Linked DNA regions of Mus musculus: region 2 is linked to region 1. The links are chromatin contacts, called in public HiChIP or PLAC-seq maps. All regions are on one chromosome and are shown on one strand. Each heading gives the region's core, a stretch centred on a gene start, on an enhancer-like site or on the middle of the called end of the contact. The rest is flanking DNA. Distances are from core to core; before and after follow the strand shown.

The links. HiChIP or PLAC-seq counts read pairs in DNA pulled down with a chosen protein or histone mark.
Region 2: a contact with region 1 is called in an HNF4G HiChIP or PLAC-seq map of pancreatic cancer cells. The contact joins two enhancer-like sites. A contact is called at or near these places in 7 of 39 promoter capture datasets (the 3T3-L1 cell line, the C10 cell line, embryonic stem cells and 3 more), 1 of 15 datasets of contacts at CTCF or cohesin (large pre-B cells), 1 of 484 Hi-C or Micro-C datasets (cerebellar granule neurons), 5 of 115 datasets of contacts at active chromatin or transcription factors (bone marrow-derived macrophages, large pre-B cells, pancreatic cancer cells and 1 more) and 2 of 9 other capture datasets (embryonic stem cells and liver).

The regions. Positions count from the first base shown.
Region 1 is chr1:105,904,270-105,908,407 of GRCm38.p6, reverse strand. All of the region lies in intron 2 of Gm41927 (a long non-coding RNA gene), which reads left to right. Among named protein-coding and RNA genes, the nearest start is that of Gm41927, 28 kb to the left of the region's middle. Within about 2 kb of position 1,782, at least 116 of the 459 cell types and tissues checked have an H3K27ac peak or open chromatin away from gene starts, as enhancers often do. A contact at or near this core is called in pancreatic cancer cells, where this site is marked.
Region 2 is chr1:106,698,725-106,702,862 of GRCm38.p6, reverse strand. The region is part of intron 1 of Bcl2 (B cell leukemia/lymphoma 2); the gene reads left to right. Among named protein-coding and RNA genes, the nearest start is that of Bcl2, 13 kb to the left of the region's middle. Within about 2 kb of position 2,147, at least 34 of the 459 cell types and tissues checked have an H3K27ac peak or open chromatin away from gene starts, as enhancers often do. A contact at or near this core is called in pancreatic cancer cells, where this site is marked.

The sequences.
Region 1 (4,138 bases), core at 533-3,032:
ATATTCCCCTGTTAGAAACGTGGGCCCGAGGCTAGAGATGAGCAGCTTCCCCGGAGTAGGTCTCACATTGCCCCGGTAGTGGCACAACTGACTTATAAATAAGTAAATTTGACTGGTAGTTTTATTTTTAGCACAAAATCATGCTAGGTCTTAAAATGTCTCTTTGGCCCAGCTCCCAGGCATCCTTCATACATCACCTGCTGTGAATGCTAACAAGAATACAAATGTGTTCAGTTCAGTTGAAAATCGTGGATTGGCTCTCCACTCCCTCGGCCTGATTTCTCGGGGGCTGCTCTGATTTCTTCACACTGGTGACTGTGGAGTCCTATTAGACTCGGCCAGTACACCTTGATTGGAGCTCTGTCCTGTGTCTAAGGATGGTGGTATGATTGTCCTGCGGCTCCAGAAAGACCACACCAGGCCAAACAGTTCCATCTGAGGTTTATTGAGAGAGAGAGAAGGGCAAGGTGACATTGAAAAGAGAAGGGGGAAGAGAGAGAGAGAGAGAGAGAGAGAGAGAGAGAGAGAGAGATCGATCAGAGGAGCTTTCCTTTATATATGGATGGTGACATAGTCACAGGTAAAGGTGGGAGCCAAGTGGAATCTGGGAATATGGTGGCTGTTGCCTTGGCAACAGGTGTGTGGGTTGCGCTGTTGCCTATGTGATGTCATGGGTTTCAGAGGTCCTGATACCAACATATGGAATATTGGTAGTAATAAATTATATGGATAGATGAACGCCAATAGCCCAAATGTCACATTGATGACTGTTGGCATTTCCTCTAGCCTCTGCCACACAATAACCTGGCAACAGCCAGGTGTGCCTGACTCACCATAAACAGGACCTCTTGCCTCTCCTCCCTCTCTCTCTCTTGCTCTCTTCTCCTTTCGCTCCCTTATACTTCGCCCCTCCCGTCTCCTCATGGCCCTCTCCCTCTCTCTCCACGTGCTCATGCCTGCCCTCCCTACCCCAACTCTATTCTATACCATACTTGGCTGGTACCTCAGGGGGGAAGGGATGCCTCAGCGTTGGCCCCGCAGAGGCACCTTCTTCCCCTACACCATGGCTTGCCTCCACCAAACGTATCTCTGGTCTCTTTCTTTTTATAAAACGCAACACTGACAATAAATATTCTCACGGCACTATCATGTTGGCGTCTGAACTGCAGAACTGGAAGCCAGGCCCTGGCCCTGGGAAGACAAGTGTTCTCCATCCTCTTTTTATTTGAGTCAAAAGAAGATAACCATAAAAAACAAATTTGGATAGGAAATGCTGGTCATTTTTAATCAACTAATTTTGTTGTAAACAACTGAAGAATAAAGATGTTTGCTACCAAACCTATGACCTGAATTCAATTCTCACAGTCCTCACCCAGAGTCTTCACGGTACAAAGAAAGAACAGACTCTCACAAGTTGTCTTATTACCTACATGCAGACACACACACACACCACACACACACACACACACACACACACACACCACAGACACATACACACACACACATACACAGACACACAGACACACACACACACACACACACCACACAGACACATACACAGACACAGACACACACACTATTTAAAAAATTGATACATCAAACATGTACATATTTATGGGGTGCTGTGTAATACCTGGGCATGTGTCTCTGTGGTATAATGTTCAAGGAAGGGCGACATCCCCTTCTTTTAGAAGCTTTGACACAGAGCAAGTGATGCAGAGCCCAGGGCATGACTCAGCACCTTGGCTCCACTCCCAGTGGGCACTCTCCTCTCAGAATCTCAGTTTCAATGCTGTTCTCTGTGACTCAGCTGTCGTGACCTCTTTGGGCAAGTTCCATTGCATGTCTCATTCCAGGGCCTTCAGTTGGAAGGCAAAGACTTATCATCCAAGCTGATGGACCAGTGGCTGCCACTTCCCCTGGGGAAGCCAGGAGTTCCTCTTGGGGAGGGTCCCTGGGTCAGTGCCAGGAGAGGAGTTCTAGGAGGAGAACTGGGGCAAAGTCCTTTGTGATGGAAGGATTTCTGAGGATGTGTTATCACAGCGAAGCTCACCAAGGCGTCTCTGTGTTGATATAAATAGTTCTGCATTGGCAGCAGGTAGAGGAGAGCCAAACAGTAACGAGCATTAGGACAAACAAACAGGGATGTGGGCCCAGCCACCGTTAGCCACAGTTGGCAAAGGCTGGGAGGTGGTGGCGGTGCTCGAAGCTGAACCAACAATGAATTCATCACTTGTGACAGAAGGGAGGAAGCTCTTCGAATAATTACAAGTTCAGATAATTAGAAAAGCACACAGGACAGGGCATTGGTTCAAGATGAAAACTGGCAAAGATATACACTAATTTGCCAGGGTCCATGTTTAAATATTAATGAACAAAGCATTAGTTACATGATGGATACTTCCCATACGCAAAGGCCTGTGCTTGGTAGATAAGGTGTGTGAGTGTTTGGGGGTGAGAGTTCTTTCCTTCCCTACAACATACAGAGAACACCACACGTGTAATTGGAAGGAAGATGTCTAGAAGTGCTGGATATGATAGATAGAATAAGTGCCAGGCAGGAAAGAGGTGAATCTGAGGGAGACATGGAGGATGAAAACAGGAGACAAGGATCCTCCTCCAGCTAGAGCTGCCACGGACCATGGGCTAAGTAGTCTAAGATGAGCCACAGGGGAAAAGAGAGTGGGGATGTGGATTCCTGAAGTATACTGGGCAAGTGCCCCCTCCCTCAGCGGAAGCCAATCTGAGTTCCCTGTGGATAAAAGCATCCCAGACTTAGGCCCCAGGGAGGAAGAGCAACGACGGGGATACCAAACCACAGACTACGGGAACTCCGGAAACTCCGGGAACGGCGGCAGAGACAGTGAAGCTGTGGGAGTGGACATATAACAAGAGATAAAATGCCCAGGGGCTCCAGAGAGGCCCAGTGGTTAAGGACGCAGGTTGCCCTTCCACACTGGGAGACTCACAGCCACCTGTAATTCCAGTTCCAGGGGATACTTTCTGGCCTCCTGGACTCAAGTGCATATCTGTACCCAGACACATATGCATATTCACAATTAAAAATAAAAATATTTAAAAGCTAGAAAAGGGGATTACAAAAATAATAAAGGCTCTAAAAAATGACCAGACAGATTTTCACAAAAAATAAAAACGGACATTCCGAAACAGAAAGAGGGAATGGAAATTAAAAAAGAAAATAGCAAGTTCTACTCAATAAGTGGGTAAAGCAGCACACTGGGGTATAGCTGCAAAGATCTTCTGTATTCCTTTATTGTCTTACTGAGGGGAGAGTCAGGCCTCCACACCTAAATACAAAATGATGTACTCAATATTCAACAGCAGCCAGCCCTTAAAGAGTCCACTTGAAGAAGTGGTTATGAATGTAACTTCATACACGTTTGCATTTTATTTTACTTTGAATGTGTCTGTGGGTTGGTTTGTGCACATGACTGCAGTTGCCTATAGGGGCCACAAGAGGGCATTGCATTCCCTTGGAACAGGAGTTACAGGCAGTTGGGTACGGCTTGTGGGTGCTGGAATCTGAACTCCAGTTCTTTGGGAGAACGGAGTGTGTTACTAACCACTGACCTGTCTCACCAGTGTCTGTGAGAATTTGGAATCCAGTGCCTTTGGAATTTACTATAAAATGCAGCTTGCATGTTATTCCCCAAAGTGTCTTTCATCTAGACTTGCCCGAGATTGTTTCCTGTTTAAGGTCCTCCCCTTCCTTCCAGTCCCTCATCTTGGAGGACTTTCCAGACACTGACTGTGGGACTTATTTCATGTTCTAATTGTGGAGCTGACATTGCGCTGTGGTGTCTGTCTCAGGCCCTCTGTCAGGAGAAAGGGCAGCAGGAGCTCTATAAGCATAAAATCAACACTCAACACATGGCCTAGCATCCTCGAGGCTCCCATTAAATGACTGTGAAAAGATCTGAATGGTAAATGTCCACACTTAGATTATTCTAGAGCTGTTACCAGGTTTAACTTGTCTTTAATTTAAGCACATCGCTGAGTGTGCAATCAATATTGCAGTAATTATGTAAAATAATGCCTGTTATAAATCATAGCTTTGGCTTTTGTAAGAAGCCTTCTCTTGGATATCATCCTGGGGTTTTTTTTTGTTTGTTTGTTT
Region 2 (4,138 bases), core at 898-3,397, 790 kb before region 1:
CACAGGGGAAGCAATGACAGCCATTGCACAAGTTGTCTTTGAATGTAGTTTTCTTTCCCATAAATGATACTTTGAGAATACAGTTAAGGGTTATTAGCTTTCTATTTCATGCTTGGCCTGTGTGTGAGAATAACACAAGCTGTCACTGCAAATCAGTAGCTGTATCTGGTTAATGTGAGCATTTAATATTTGGCTCGATTAAAAATTAACTGATGAAAGTCCATGTCATTGGAATCTGAAAATGACTTTTGTAAGAAATGTTTCAAGGGCATGACCAATGAGTAAATTAGTGGTTTAAAAACATGGCAAATTAAGGGGAGGGCTAATGTGAGTGGAGATGTTTGACTTTGCCTTAAAACCTCTACCTGCTTGGTACAGTAAAATGTTGGAAAGGACTATCTTGGTTGTCATTGCTAAAGATCAACTCATATTTTTTTCTTCATTTTTTTGCATTTGGTATTAAGTGAACATTTTTTAAAGTTGGACATTATTTACTGAACATAGAACAATAAATCAACTATTAATTTATATATGACTTTTTCACATCATAGTGTACTAATTATGTTTATATAATGTTAGCTGTGGTACCTGTCAGAAACCACACAAGGGAGGAAGATTTGGGGACCTCATGGTTTTAGAAGGTTCAGTTGTAGTTCCATGGCCCAGGTGCTTGGTCAGAGCATCATGGTGTGGAGTTTATGGTGGATGCTGTTCTTGGCAGATCGGAGTGTCAGGGTGAGATGCCCTCAAGAGCTGACCCACATTATCTACTTCTTCCAACTACCACCTACTTGCTGAATTTTCCAGATAGGATCAAATTATTTAAAATGCGAGCCTGAGCTGAAGAGATGGTTCTGTGGTTAAGAGCACCAGCTAACTCTTCCAGAAGAATTGGATTTAGTCCCCAGCACCCACATGGTGGCCAGTAACCATCTGTGACTCCAGTTCCAGTGGGTCTGATGACCTCTTTTTGCTTCATCTAGCACTGGTCGTGAAAGTGGTTCACAGACATACTTACAGAAAAAACACTCATGCACATAAATAAAATAAATATGGGCCTGTGGGGAGACATTTCATATTCAGATGATAACGTGTATATTGGCCAGGTCCTGGAGTAAGATGGTCGTCTGACTTGCGGTCTGGGAGGTATAGGGGATCCAGAATCAGACAGCACAGACAAGCATGCCTAGTGCTGTGGGAGAAGAATGCAGCTAAGGCAGAGGTATTTGTGAGGTCAGGAAGGTACCCCAGGGAGTTAGCCTAATGAAGAGGGAAATGTGGGACCAGCTGATGAAGGTTATAGGGACTGGGGAGCCCAGCCTGGCTGGCACAGAGAAAGCAAGCCAGCTGGATCAGAGAGAGGATGCTAGAGACACACAGCCTGCAAGGGCTCTTTCCACACAGGCCGATATGAGACCCTCACACAATTGATGTCAATGGGACTGGGAAGGTGTGAGTGGGCAGTAAGAGGGCCCTGTGCCTGGCCTCAGGACCAGCAGAGTGGATGCAAGGATAGGATGCAGAGATTGAGGAAGATGGGGCAGTGGACCAAGTATTTCATGTACCATCCATTTTCTTTTAAACTATAGTGACCTTCTCTCTACCTATTTTTAACCAGCTGTGGCTGTTGTTTTAGTTCTTTGTGAGTCTTGCCTCATCTCATATTCTCTTAAACCAGCAGTGTCTGGTTGAAGGCCTAGAATTCACAGTGGAATAACCCCCTTTTAAAAGATCAGCCCATCAACATTTCTTTGAGCAGAATTCAGTTATGGAAGGCGGCTGTCACAGAATTTTTTCTATGTGAAAACAAAGAACAAAACTATCCTATGAATTCCCTCTGTTGGGCCCTAAGAAAGGCAAGTGCCGTGCCGCAGACAGCGAGCCAGCCCACTCTTCTGTGTATGTCTGGAGGAGGAAACCTGCTGGCAGTGTTTTAGAACCAGGAAGCTAGGGAGGCACTGCTCTTGGCCCTGGTAGATCACTCACCTTCCTGGTATAGTTTCCTAAGACCAGACCGCATCCACTTCTGTCCTCTCCCTGTGGGTTGCAACCCCTTTAGGACCATTTCACAGGGGTAGCCTAAGACTATTGGAAAACACAGATATTTACACTATGATTCATAACCGTAGCAAAATCGCAGTTATGGAGTAGCAGCGAAAATCATTTTATGGTTGGTGAGTCATCACAACATGAGAATCTGTATGAAAGGGTCACAGTGTTAGGAAGTTGAGAACCACTGTCCTAAGACACCCGATTATTTAATAGGAATTGAATCAACCCTATTTAATTTTGGAAATATGTATCCTCTACTGCTTTCTATTGCAACATAAATAAATCACAAAAGTTAAAATGTGGCTTAATGATAGAATGTCTGCCTAACCTGTGATTGATTCAAGGCTAAATACACACACACACACACACACACACACACACGCACACGCACACGCACACGCGCACACGCACACACACACACTAATAGAATGCCTGATGTCCATATATGAGCTCAGGACCCTGTGGAGACTTATGAGGCAGGTGGTCTTGGCTCTAAAAGAACAGTACTAAAGGGCTAATTGGAGACGTCTATATTACTGCATGAAACAATTCTATAAACTACCACACACACACACACACACACACACACACACACACAGGCCTCAACAGAGAGACAGCAAAACCTGGTGACCAGCACAGATGGTGGCCTTGGTTGTCACTACCTAACCAGCAACTATGGTTTTTATTTGCATTTAAAAATGGGCTCCTCTCTAGGTAAATGGTATAAGCACGCGTTCATTAAATTAAAAAAGAATAGCATAGCTTTCATCTTTAGGTAGCACAGAAGTGCTAAAAGGGCCATGGACTCTACTCTTTCCCTTCAAGGAAGCATTTATGAGGTCATTGCGAGGCAGTAGTGTTTGCCCATTGGTGTGAGGCTCCATCCAGAATATGTCAAAAAATTCTTACTGTTGGTCTTGGTAGCTCATATCTGGAATTTCAGCACTCAAGACTAGGGCTGGAGGATTACTTGTAGTTCAAGGTCAGCCTGCACTGCTGGTATAAACCTTTAATCCTAGTATTTAAGAAAAGCGGGCACAGGCAGGTGTCTTTTGACATGAGGCCAGCCTGGTCTATATAGCATGTCCAGAGTCACATGGTAAACAACAACAAAGCAAAACAAATTGTGTGCCAGGCGCTGTTCTAGAAGACCAGAGCTGAAAATACAATGTTCAGTAGCCCTTTTTCCTTCAGCCCTCGCCTCCTACAGCATGGGGAGGTGAGCATTGTGCATAGGTAACTACCTGAATAGCAGGAAAGCCGCAGACTAAGGAAGGGTGTGTGCGGCTGGTGTGCGTGAGGCAAGGTGGGCTTGTGTGTTTTGGAGCATCACTGCAGTTCACACAGCAAAGGATAAAGGCCTTTGTTCATAAACCACCCCAAATTTAGTGTTCTACCCTTAAGTTTACCATCAGTTTCAGGTCAGTTACTATGCAGCAACATTAATTAAAGAGAACTACTATTTTTGGATTACGTGCTTGAAGCACCCCTCCACTTCTGGATCTCTTGTTGGTCTCACCCCCTTCTATTTATTGTAGCACTGGCTATTGGACTGGGCGTTAAGCATAAGGAAGGAAGGACACGAGCACTTATTGAACTCCCATAAGTGCCAGACCCTATGTTTAACCTTAGTAACCTCCTAAGAATGGAAAGCAGAATTAGAGATTCAGAAACCGCACGACCTCTCCACTGAGAGGCAAGACCAGCTCTTACATTCAGGCAACCCCACTGCTAACTAAAGTCCTATAGGACTTAAAGAAAAATGTAAGCGTTTAAACACAGATCCATTCAGAATGACAAATGGATACATGCGAGGTTCTTGTTTTTGTTTTTGTTTTGTTTTCTTTAAGAAGCCACTTAGTCATCTGCATTTCAGTAACAAGGAGATGAAATCTTTCCCACTTTATGGGGTCCAAACAGTCTTTCACAGAGCTGAGGGGAAAAAAAAAAATGAAGCTTTTAAAGGAGTCTTTTCTGTTTCTTTCTTCTCTGGCTCCAGCATCTGTGCAGCTTTTGGAAAAATAAGTGGTCACCGTTGTTTTGTTCAGGGCCAGACACCTGACTGCTGTGCTCTTCCAGGGGTCAG